Linked DNA regions of Anser cygnoides: region 2 is linked to region 1. The links are chromatin contacts, called in public Hi-C maps. All regions are on one chromosome and are shown on one strand. The core of a region is the stretch at or near the end of the contact, and the rest is flanking DNA. Distances in the headings are between cores, read along the strand shown.

Region 1 (4,407 bases), core at 636-3,135:
AGCTTTGTGAGGGAAATAATTATTTTTAGAATAAAGTGACTTTTATTTCAGATCAGTGTGTCTGCGGGGAGAATGGAGCTATTCCAAAGTAGTTTATTTTTCAATACCTATTCCCATCAATTTCTCCATATAAAGAAGGCACCAGTTCTAGCATTCTTCAGGCCCTGTGCCACAGCCGTGTAAATGCTGCGCTCATCTTGTCCAGGGGACAGTTTGTAGAGCCAACAAGCACCATGATGAGACATACAGTTATGGGACAGTTGTCCACAGGGACAAATGGGTCTTTTAAATAGCTTCCGGGGAAATCTTTTCATTGCAAATAGCAGGCAAAGAGTTTTTAGGCTGTCTGCCTGGACCAAAATGCTAAGAAGAGGAATGGTTTGGCAGCAGAGCCTTAAAAATTTTAAAATAACGTTGCAGCAACCCCATGTTATATGCTACTAATATACAGGGGGGAAAAGAAACCTCTTTAATATTACTTTTTTGTGCAAATTATACCAGTTATGACCTATAAGTAGTGAAGCTGTTCTTTCATCCCCTTAATGCTCCTTAATGTATCTTGTCTCTGTGTAAACCGCATAAACTTGAAGGAGGTCTTTAGCTTGTAAGAGTAGTTTTATAAAATAGCTGTTTTGATGACAGGTATGAAATCTGCACATGTAAAAAGTGAAATCTCTCCTTGGTGCCTTCCCCATGAGAAGCAGTACCATTAAGCAGCTCCAGGTGAGATGTTGGGGGCCATCTGGCTGTATGTGAATTCTACTCTACAGTATGTTTGCTGTGAGTATCAGTTAAGTCACCTGTTGGGAAGATGTAGAAGCAATCTGGGAAAGACCTTTTGCCACAGAAAAGGTTTGAAATGTATAAACAGTAGTTCACAGGCATTCTTGTTTAGCGATACTAGAATTCAGTACAAAAATCATTGCTCAGTCCGCTCACTTTTTCTTTGCACCCTTTTGTATTTCCAGGCTGTGGTAAAGGGGAAGTTGGTAGCCAATGGAAATGAAGTTACGGAAAAGATTGAAAAGGGCATTTTAGGCCCTCAGTCGTAGCAAATTGACAGGGTAGAGGCAAAGACTGTAACTGCAGAGGTAGTAGAAACGAACTCTCATTAGCCAGCTCCATTGAGGGAGGACTTGGGTTTTCTGCCCCTGCACAAGTTGCTGGAAGTTGAACGTGGTGGCTCCTGTTGCCTGCTCTGATCTGCCGCCGAAGCAGCGCTGTGTTTTCTGTCCTTACAACCTGAGGACTGCCGCCTTTCTGTTCGGCAGCTAGCTGTTAATCATTATGGACTCTTATCAAGTCTGAGTTTGGGAACCTGTAAATAATCAAACCGGTTTTATCTTTAGCTTTGTCTACCAGCTGGTCAGTCATCCCTACTGCCGCACAGAAAACGTGGAGTGGTTGGTGCAGCATTTCTCAGCAGCCTGCTGTCTCATTCCAGGGATGCCTGCTCACCGTGGTGCGTTAGCACGGAAGCTGGTACATGTCTTTCTAAATGGATGCAGGATGAAACTGTATGGGTACCCACATAGTGGGAGGAGAGAAAGAAATGGCAGTTCATTGCTCAACTTGAAATCTGTTTACTTAGTCAATCCTAGTATTTATAAACTTCAGACAAATAGTTGGAAAAAACCTGCTTATAGGCTGTTTGCAGGCTTTTTACTGCTGTGTTGCTTCTCTTTAAGTTACCCTCACCACTGTAGTCTGCAGCAAACAAAAAGCCAACATGACATGATGCAGAATCATGGGTGCTGGTCAGATGAACAGGAGCTGCAGGTGTGGTTCTTCCGTCGTGGCACCTGCTGTGCTCCATCACCAGGAAAATGCCAGGCAGGCCCAGCCAGGCTGCGCTACATCTGCATGAGGCACTGGAGAAGTGCAGCTGGAATGTTGTGGCCAGCTTTGGTGCTCAAAATTGAACAAGATAGTTGGTTAATTTGCAGACATTTCAGAAAAGAGGTGCAAGAGGAGGCTCAGGGGAGACCTTATTGCTCTCTACAGGTGCCTGAAAGGAAGATGTGGGGAGCTGGGGGTCGGCCTCTTCTCGCAGGTAACTAACGATAGGACTAGAGGGAATGGCCTCAAGTTGCACCAGGGGAGGTTCAGGTTGGAAATGAGGAGACATTTCTTCTCAGAAAGAGCAGTCAGGCACTGGGACGGGTTGCCCAGGGAGGTGGTGGCGTCACCATCCCTGGGGGTGTTCAAGGAAAGGTTGGACGTGGTGCTTAGGGACATGGCTTAGTGGGTGACATTGGTGGTAGGGGGATGGTTGGACCAGATGAGCTTGGAGGGTTTTTCCAATGATTCTGTGATTCTAAAGGGCAGAGAAAAAAAAGCTTTTGGTGGAAAACAGGAAGTCATCTAGCAGACAAGGCTTGAAGTGGCATTTGGGTTGTGGTAAAAGAGGAAGCGAAGTATTAGATGAAACATTGTACTGCAGTGAAGGAGAGAAAGTGCTGGCGTACAGCTGAAGTACAAGCAGCAGGTGGACCTATATGAGATGTTGCACAGGGATTACTCAACACCAAGATCAGAGGTAGAAAAGAGGGTTTGAGACACCTGTAGAAAGAAGCTGACGTCTGATGTTATTCCAGACATCCATCACAATTTCTCGTTGTACTTGTTAGAAACCTGTTTCCATCACTCGGAAATGAACCAGACCTTTTCCAGCCAGTATCAGTCTAGCAGGAGTTCACAATTATATCTGTAAATTCTCTTCCATCTTTGCTTGGCAGAACTCCCCTGGGTTGTCTGGCTTCTGCAAGCTTAAAATAATTAATTGGTTTCTTGCTTCCAAGACTTCAGTCATGCTGAAATTCGATGATTTGTGATACCACCAGATACCAAAGTGTGAATCCATCTGCTCACCGTGCAGAGGAGAAACAGAAGAAAGTACCAAGGTAAAAGCTTGGCAGCTGAAGAGTATTGGCAGCTGAAGCCTCCTTGGTGGTATTTCTTCTCATGTTCATTCTTCCATGTGTGCAGGTCCTTTCTAGCAGCCCTTTTTTTGTCAGACTTTGAACATTAAAGAGAAGATAAACTGGAGGAGCAAACTAAGTGAAAATCCAGCACTTTTACAAAAAATCAGAATGCTTTAAAAGTAACTGAATTTGCACAGTTTGCAGAACGATACAAATTGCTGTTGGCCATACTGGCTGGAAGCAGATGGTGATGTCCCTCTGAAATCTGCTGCTGGCTGTTGGTTTTGGAGACCTTTCTTGGGTGGCCAAGTTTTTTTATTTATTTTTTCATCAGAAAACAATTTGCTAAACTGTTGTCTCCTACTCACAATACAGTGAGCATATCAGCATACTGTCAAATCACACCATGCTATGAATTTTTTGGTACTGTGGCAATCTCTTAAGGCCCATGCAGTTTGTTCATGAAAGAAAAATCCATGTAAAGCAATAAGGGCACTTAAATCTAAGGGTGAGGGCAAGCAAATGTTTTAGTGCGGCCTTTCTAGATTTCTTTCTGATTCACATAGTTCCCAAGTCACTGGAGATTAAATTGCTGATACATTTTTGTTTTGTTTAACTTTTTTTATGTTGCCAGAGGAGGTAGGGAGAAGGTTGTATTTTATTGGCACCTCCTCTGTGAGTTTACAACAGCAGCATTTAATCAGTTAATTTTTTTCTTTCTTCCAGTATCTGAGATGTAAATATCTTAGGCTGTCCGTGCAAAGGTCCAAGCTGAAAACACCTCTGAAGCAGAGTATGATGCTTCTGCTCTGGTATGCTGTTTTTTAAAGCTGTGGTCGAGGAGGATTTCCAGGGCATGTTCACTTTCATCATTCATAAGCTTCTCTGAATCTGAAGAAGTTAACTTTAGAGAAAAACTTGTACTCTAATACAGTAACAGATATCTCTATCTTGCATTGCTTTTTTCTTAGTTCCTACCACTTAATCTGGAAGCATCTCAGGAATTCTCTTAATTTTTTTGACTCATTACTCAGTAACTGACGTGTTTTTTGAACTTGTGCCTGGTCTTAATGCAAACGAACCTTATCAGTATAGGTGAGTTCTTTCCATAAACTTCTAGGTTGCATGAAATCCAGATATGAATGGCACAATATATTCCACGACTTGAATTACTAAATATGGAAATAAATAGGGTAATTTAGTTTTCTCTGTGGTAATTCTTGGTAAATGGTATGACTTTTTTAAGAATGGACAAAGAATGACCAACTTAATTACCTCCTGTTATTTATTTAAAAATCATGAATAGAAATTGTAGCTTGTATTTGATTGTTTGGTATATATGGAAAGTAAATAGAAGGTTTTGGCATTTGTTGTTCCCAGATTTTGCAGTACAATAGTATATACATTAACAGAGTAAGGAGTAGAAAGGCAGGTTTTAATTAAAACTCTCCCTGCTACTCCAGGAAAAGCGACGCCTCTAATA
Region 2 (4,407 bases), core at 1,189-3,688, 92 kb before region 1:
ACGTCTTCCCTTCTCAGGTAAGGCAGAAGCGAACAGTGGCGCCAGCTTGGTTTTGCTTAACCTGAAATTCAGTTCCGGTTCTTCTCTTCTATGTCAGTGGATGCAGACAGATCTTGTGTGTTTTCTGTCAGAAACATGACCATTTTTTTCTAGAACCATTTTTTTTTTTCTAAATTCACCTTCTTTTCAAGAAACCAGATGCTGTCTCTCTCTGAAATTCTCCTTTTTATTTAATGTCCCAACAAATTCTGTATCTCATTCAACAGGGAAAAAAAATGTGACCTTATGTACTACAGGAAGCTAACAGCAACGATGAGTGCTTTTCCTCACAATCACACCGGAAGAGTATGAGCTGCTGCCATGTGTAATTTACAAGAGAGAAATCATTTTCAGAGAAAAAAAAACAACTCTGCTTAGAATTGCAGAGAGCATCAATGGGAATGGACCTGTGAGCGATGACTATGACTGACTAGATAAACACTCTGAGAAACAATAAAGAAGCTTGTTTAGATGTCAGTTGCTAGTTGTGCTCGATATTTCCAGAAGACTCAAGAACAGAGTCAATTAAATAAACCAGACACAAGCTTGTCTGTGGCTCCTGGAGAAATGACCAATGTGTTACCACGTTTGATGACTCAGTAAGCTGACCACTCAAGAGAATATTTTACTGTTGCTTTTTGGAGCTCAGTAGTAAATGGTCAAATAGCTGCAGGGCAACCTGCTACTTCTGTTTAGCGGTGAGAAAAGTTTCAAGGTCACTCAAACTTGGAAGGCACTGAAGATGACCTCACCCATGTGATGTAGACTACAACAACTCTTTGTTAGGTGTGAATGAGGCATCAGTGATTTGGAAGTCTGCGTAAAAAACACCAGGAAATTCTAAATGTTATGGTTGATCCCTGTGGTACTGCTCTTACTGCAACAGCACCTTAATTAGTGGTTAAAGCTGCTGACAAAGTATTTTTTTTTTGGGGGGGGGGGCGGACTTATTAATTATGCCAGTGTTTTTAATCATGGATCTTGTTAGAATGAGCAGGCAGCCTTTCCTCTTGGTCTTCTACTGACAGGCCGTGCATTTTGTGTGGGAAAAAGTCTGGGGGAATATGACAGTAATTACTATCTTATCAAGTATTGACAGCTAAGGACAATTTCCAGCCTTTCAGTCAGTAACCCATGTACATGGCTAAAGTTTTGGGGCTGACCTAAGAAACGGAGATCTCTTGATCTCACAAGGTTGGTTGGCGTATTTTTGCAGATACACCAAGGTATCTGTCGTGAGGTGTTTGTGCATAGAGGCATTGCTGTTGCCAGCAGAGGAGTCTGTCTTTTGGGGATTTAGCAAGGGCAAGGCTTAGAGGAGAAAATATTTATGGTGTTCACGTACCTTTTCTCTTCGCTGCAATGATGAAAATATGCTATCCGGGGATAGCGGTTGGGCTCCTCAAATGGCCCACAGACGCTAGGAGCTCAGAACAGTAGCTCTGTAACTACACAATTAGTTCACTGCTCCCTCCCGAGTCCGTGAGAGAACTTCTAAGGCCTGAAGTGTTTCCTCTGCATTACTCATTTGTGTGCTCTACCCCCCAGTCACCTTCAGGAAAAAATATTGGGTAAAAGGCAGGAAAAGGCTGAAAAGAGAGGCACACCCTAACGCTTAAAGAAACGGACAGTGGTGTGAGGTGCTGTCTGCAAACGTTTATGCTGGTCCTGGGTGTATTGGGGAACCTCTTTGCCACAGCTTTAAGTCTTCTCTGAGGGAATGGATGTGCAGTGGCTCTGGAAGAGGTGTAGTCCCCAGCCCTGGTCCTTGCCTGGAGTTCTTTCAGCCCATGTCCTGGAGCGGAGGGTTTTGAGACAGCCCTTGATGCTCCGATTGCTGCTACCTGTTAAATTTTACTGCGCTGTAGTCTGCTGTTATCTAATGACGAAGCAAGTAATGAACATAGAGCTTGAATATGCCACCCGTACACCACCAAGTCCTTTCTCAGGTGTCTCAGAGAAGTGCTTGGAGTACGAGGAGTGTGGAGTGATACCTCTTGGTAAACCCACCATTTCTTCCTCTTTATTTTTAGGGCAGGGAACCAAGGGATCGCAGCTCCGCGCAACCCCCTTGAGGTGACACCCCCGGGGCTCCCCCCGGACCCAGCTTTAACCTCCTGCCAGCCGGGAACGAGACCACCAGCCCCACACCGGTGGGGGCCGACCCCTAACCCGCTGCCACACCGCGGCGGCGACCGCCGAGCGCCTCCCCTCACGCCCTGCCCGCCTCGCCCCTCAGGCTCCCCTCAGGCCGCCCCCCGGCAGCAGGGAGGCGGGCGGGCGGCCATGGCGAGGCGCCACCGCCTCCCGTGAACGCTGGAGGGGGCTCTCGGCCGCCTCCTGCCGCCGGCGGCTCCCCCTCCGGGAGGAGGCAGGCTTAGGGGAGGCGCGGCCGCCCTTCCCGTTGCCGCTCCCCCGGGCAGCAGGCGGCAGCAGGGGCTGCCCCCAGCCGCCTCGCCCCCTTTCTGCTCCGCAACCCGGGCGGCCGGCCGGGCTCCCCCCTCCGCGCCGCACAGCCGGACATGGCGACCCTGCTCCTGCGAGCCCCCCGCTGCCCTCCTCCTCCTCCTTCTCCCGCCGCCTTCTCCTCCTTCTCCTCCCCGCGGAGCTTTTAATGGCTCGGACCTCCGGCGGCCGAGCGCCACTGCCCCCGCACCAGCCGCAGCGAGGAGCCCCGGCAGCCCCAGCCCCGCACACGGTAAGGGCGAACAATGGGACCGGGCGGGACCGGCACCGGGCACCGGGCACCGGCGGCGACGACAACGGGGAGCGGCGCCCCCGGCCCCGCCGCCGCTTCCCCGGGCGGTGACAGCGCCCCGAGGGCGCCGCTCAGCCCGGCTTAATCCCATTAGCAGTGCGGGGAGGCACCGGACGGACCGACAGACCGACGGCGGAGGGGCTTTTGTTCGCCCCCCGGGCTGCCGAGGGAGCCCCGAGGGGGGCACCCATGGGTGCCGGGCGGAGCCGTGCCCGCCCCTGCCGGCCCCCGAGGGGGGTCCCCGCGGTCCCCGCTGCTACCGGGGCCCCCCGAGGCTCCGTGGGGCTGCGGGGGTCCTGGCCCGGCCTCCCCCAAAGCCCCACCGACCCTCGGGTGGGGTTTGCGAGTTTATGTCCGGAGTGGGAGCTGGCGGGGAGCAGGCCTTGTCCTTTGTGCTTCTGCTTCTGTATTTTATTTAAAAGCACGCAAACTCTGTGGAGGTGTGTTTCTTTTTTAAAGTTGCTGGGTTGGCTCGGTGGCTGGCGTGAAACAAACGAAGCGGGCGGCGTGTCGCTTCTCGGTGCCAGCCTGTCCTCGCAGGGTTCCCTTCGAGGCGGCGTGTCCCCAGGGAGGGGAAGGACGATCGCCCCGGTGTTGCTTGGTGCTTTTATTCTCCCCGTCTCCCAGCTACTTTGACTCTTGCTCCTTGTGTCGCTTCCAGTACGTATTTACAGCGAGCGGCTGACACTGGCTTCGAGCCAACAACAATAAAACTCTCCAGCGGTCCGGCTAAGCAAAGCCCCAAACGTTCTTCTGAATCAAGACCCCCCCCCCCCTTTTTTTTTTTTTTTGTTTTTAATTTCTTCATTTTTATTTTCCGTTCCCTCAACTGAGGGACGTTTGCTGGAGATCTGCGGTGTCTGGCTCGGGCTGGAGCCGTTCAGCAGCTCTCGGAAAGCGGGGAATCCTCTTAGCCTCGCCGCACGTGTGCTCCGAGGGCCGCCGCCGAGCCGGCCGGGTGCACGCCGGGACGGGTAGTCCATGGGCCAGGATCCCCCCGTGGCCTCCTGCCTCGCTAATCCATCGCTCTCGTCGCCGTGCTTCGGCTCCAGAGCCTCCTCCTCCCCTTGGTAAGCGGCGAGGATGAGGGGTTGTTCGTAACGCGCCGAGTTACGACTGCTATTTTTGCAAGTTTCGATGCCGGTAAGTCTGCCCAGACGCTCGGTTCGTTTTTTCCCCGCAGACCGAAGCTCAAATTTAGCTGTGGAAGGGATTGTTGGCAGCAGGGCCAGCTGTCAGCCTCGTGAGAAGGGGTTAGAAAACTGGACTGCTCTGCTTGCCTTTTGCAAAGTCTTCAGTATGGCCAACTAAATTGTTTTTTTCTCCTGCGCTCTGTTGTCTTGACTGAGCCAAATACACAAGGAGAGCGGGCGGCATGCTTCACACACAGTGACACGCGGCTTCAAAATGTCAAAAGTTGGTAAGAGGCCGAATGCGGAACACCAAAGCCTGACTTTTACTTAATGGCTGGATTTCAAATTGGAAATCTTTTTTTTTTTTTTTTCCCCAAGTTGACACAGTTCATTAGTCATTGTGCAATCAGTGTCTTAAAACTTGCTACTTGCAACCAATTTTTTTTTTGGAAAGAAGATTGTGGGTGATGAATGACC

What was found. Hi-C and Micro-C count contacts between places; a contact is called where the count stands out from the background.
Region 2: a Hi-C map of liver shows a contact between it and region 1, with 2.2 times the contacts expected there. The contact joins the promoter of FARP1 here to the enhancer-like site in region 1. A contact is called at or near these places in 2 of 7 Hi-C or Micro-C datasets (granulosa cells and liver).

The regions. Positions count from the first base shown.
Region 1 is chr1:156,025,514-156,029,920 of Taihu_goose_T2T_genome, reverse strand. All of the region lies in intron 2 of FARP1 (FERM, ARH/RhoGEF and pleckstrin domain protein 1), which reads left to right. Among named protein-coding and RNA genes, the nearest start is that of FARP1, 92 kb to the left of the region's middle. Within about 2 kb of position 1,885, at least 2 of the 3 cell types and tissues checked have open chromatin away from gene starts, as enhancers often do. A contact at or near this core is called in liver, where this site is marked.
Region 2 is chr1:156,117,700-156,122,106 of Taihu_goose_T2T_genome, reverse strand. FARP1 (FERM, ARH/RhoGEF and pleckstrin domain protein 1) reads left to right here and starts at 2,438. Exons shown (of 27, transcript XM_048072721.2): 1 at 2,438-2,737.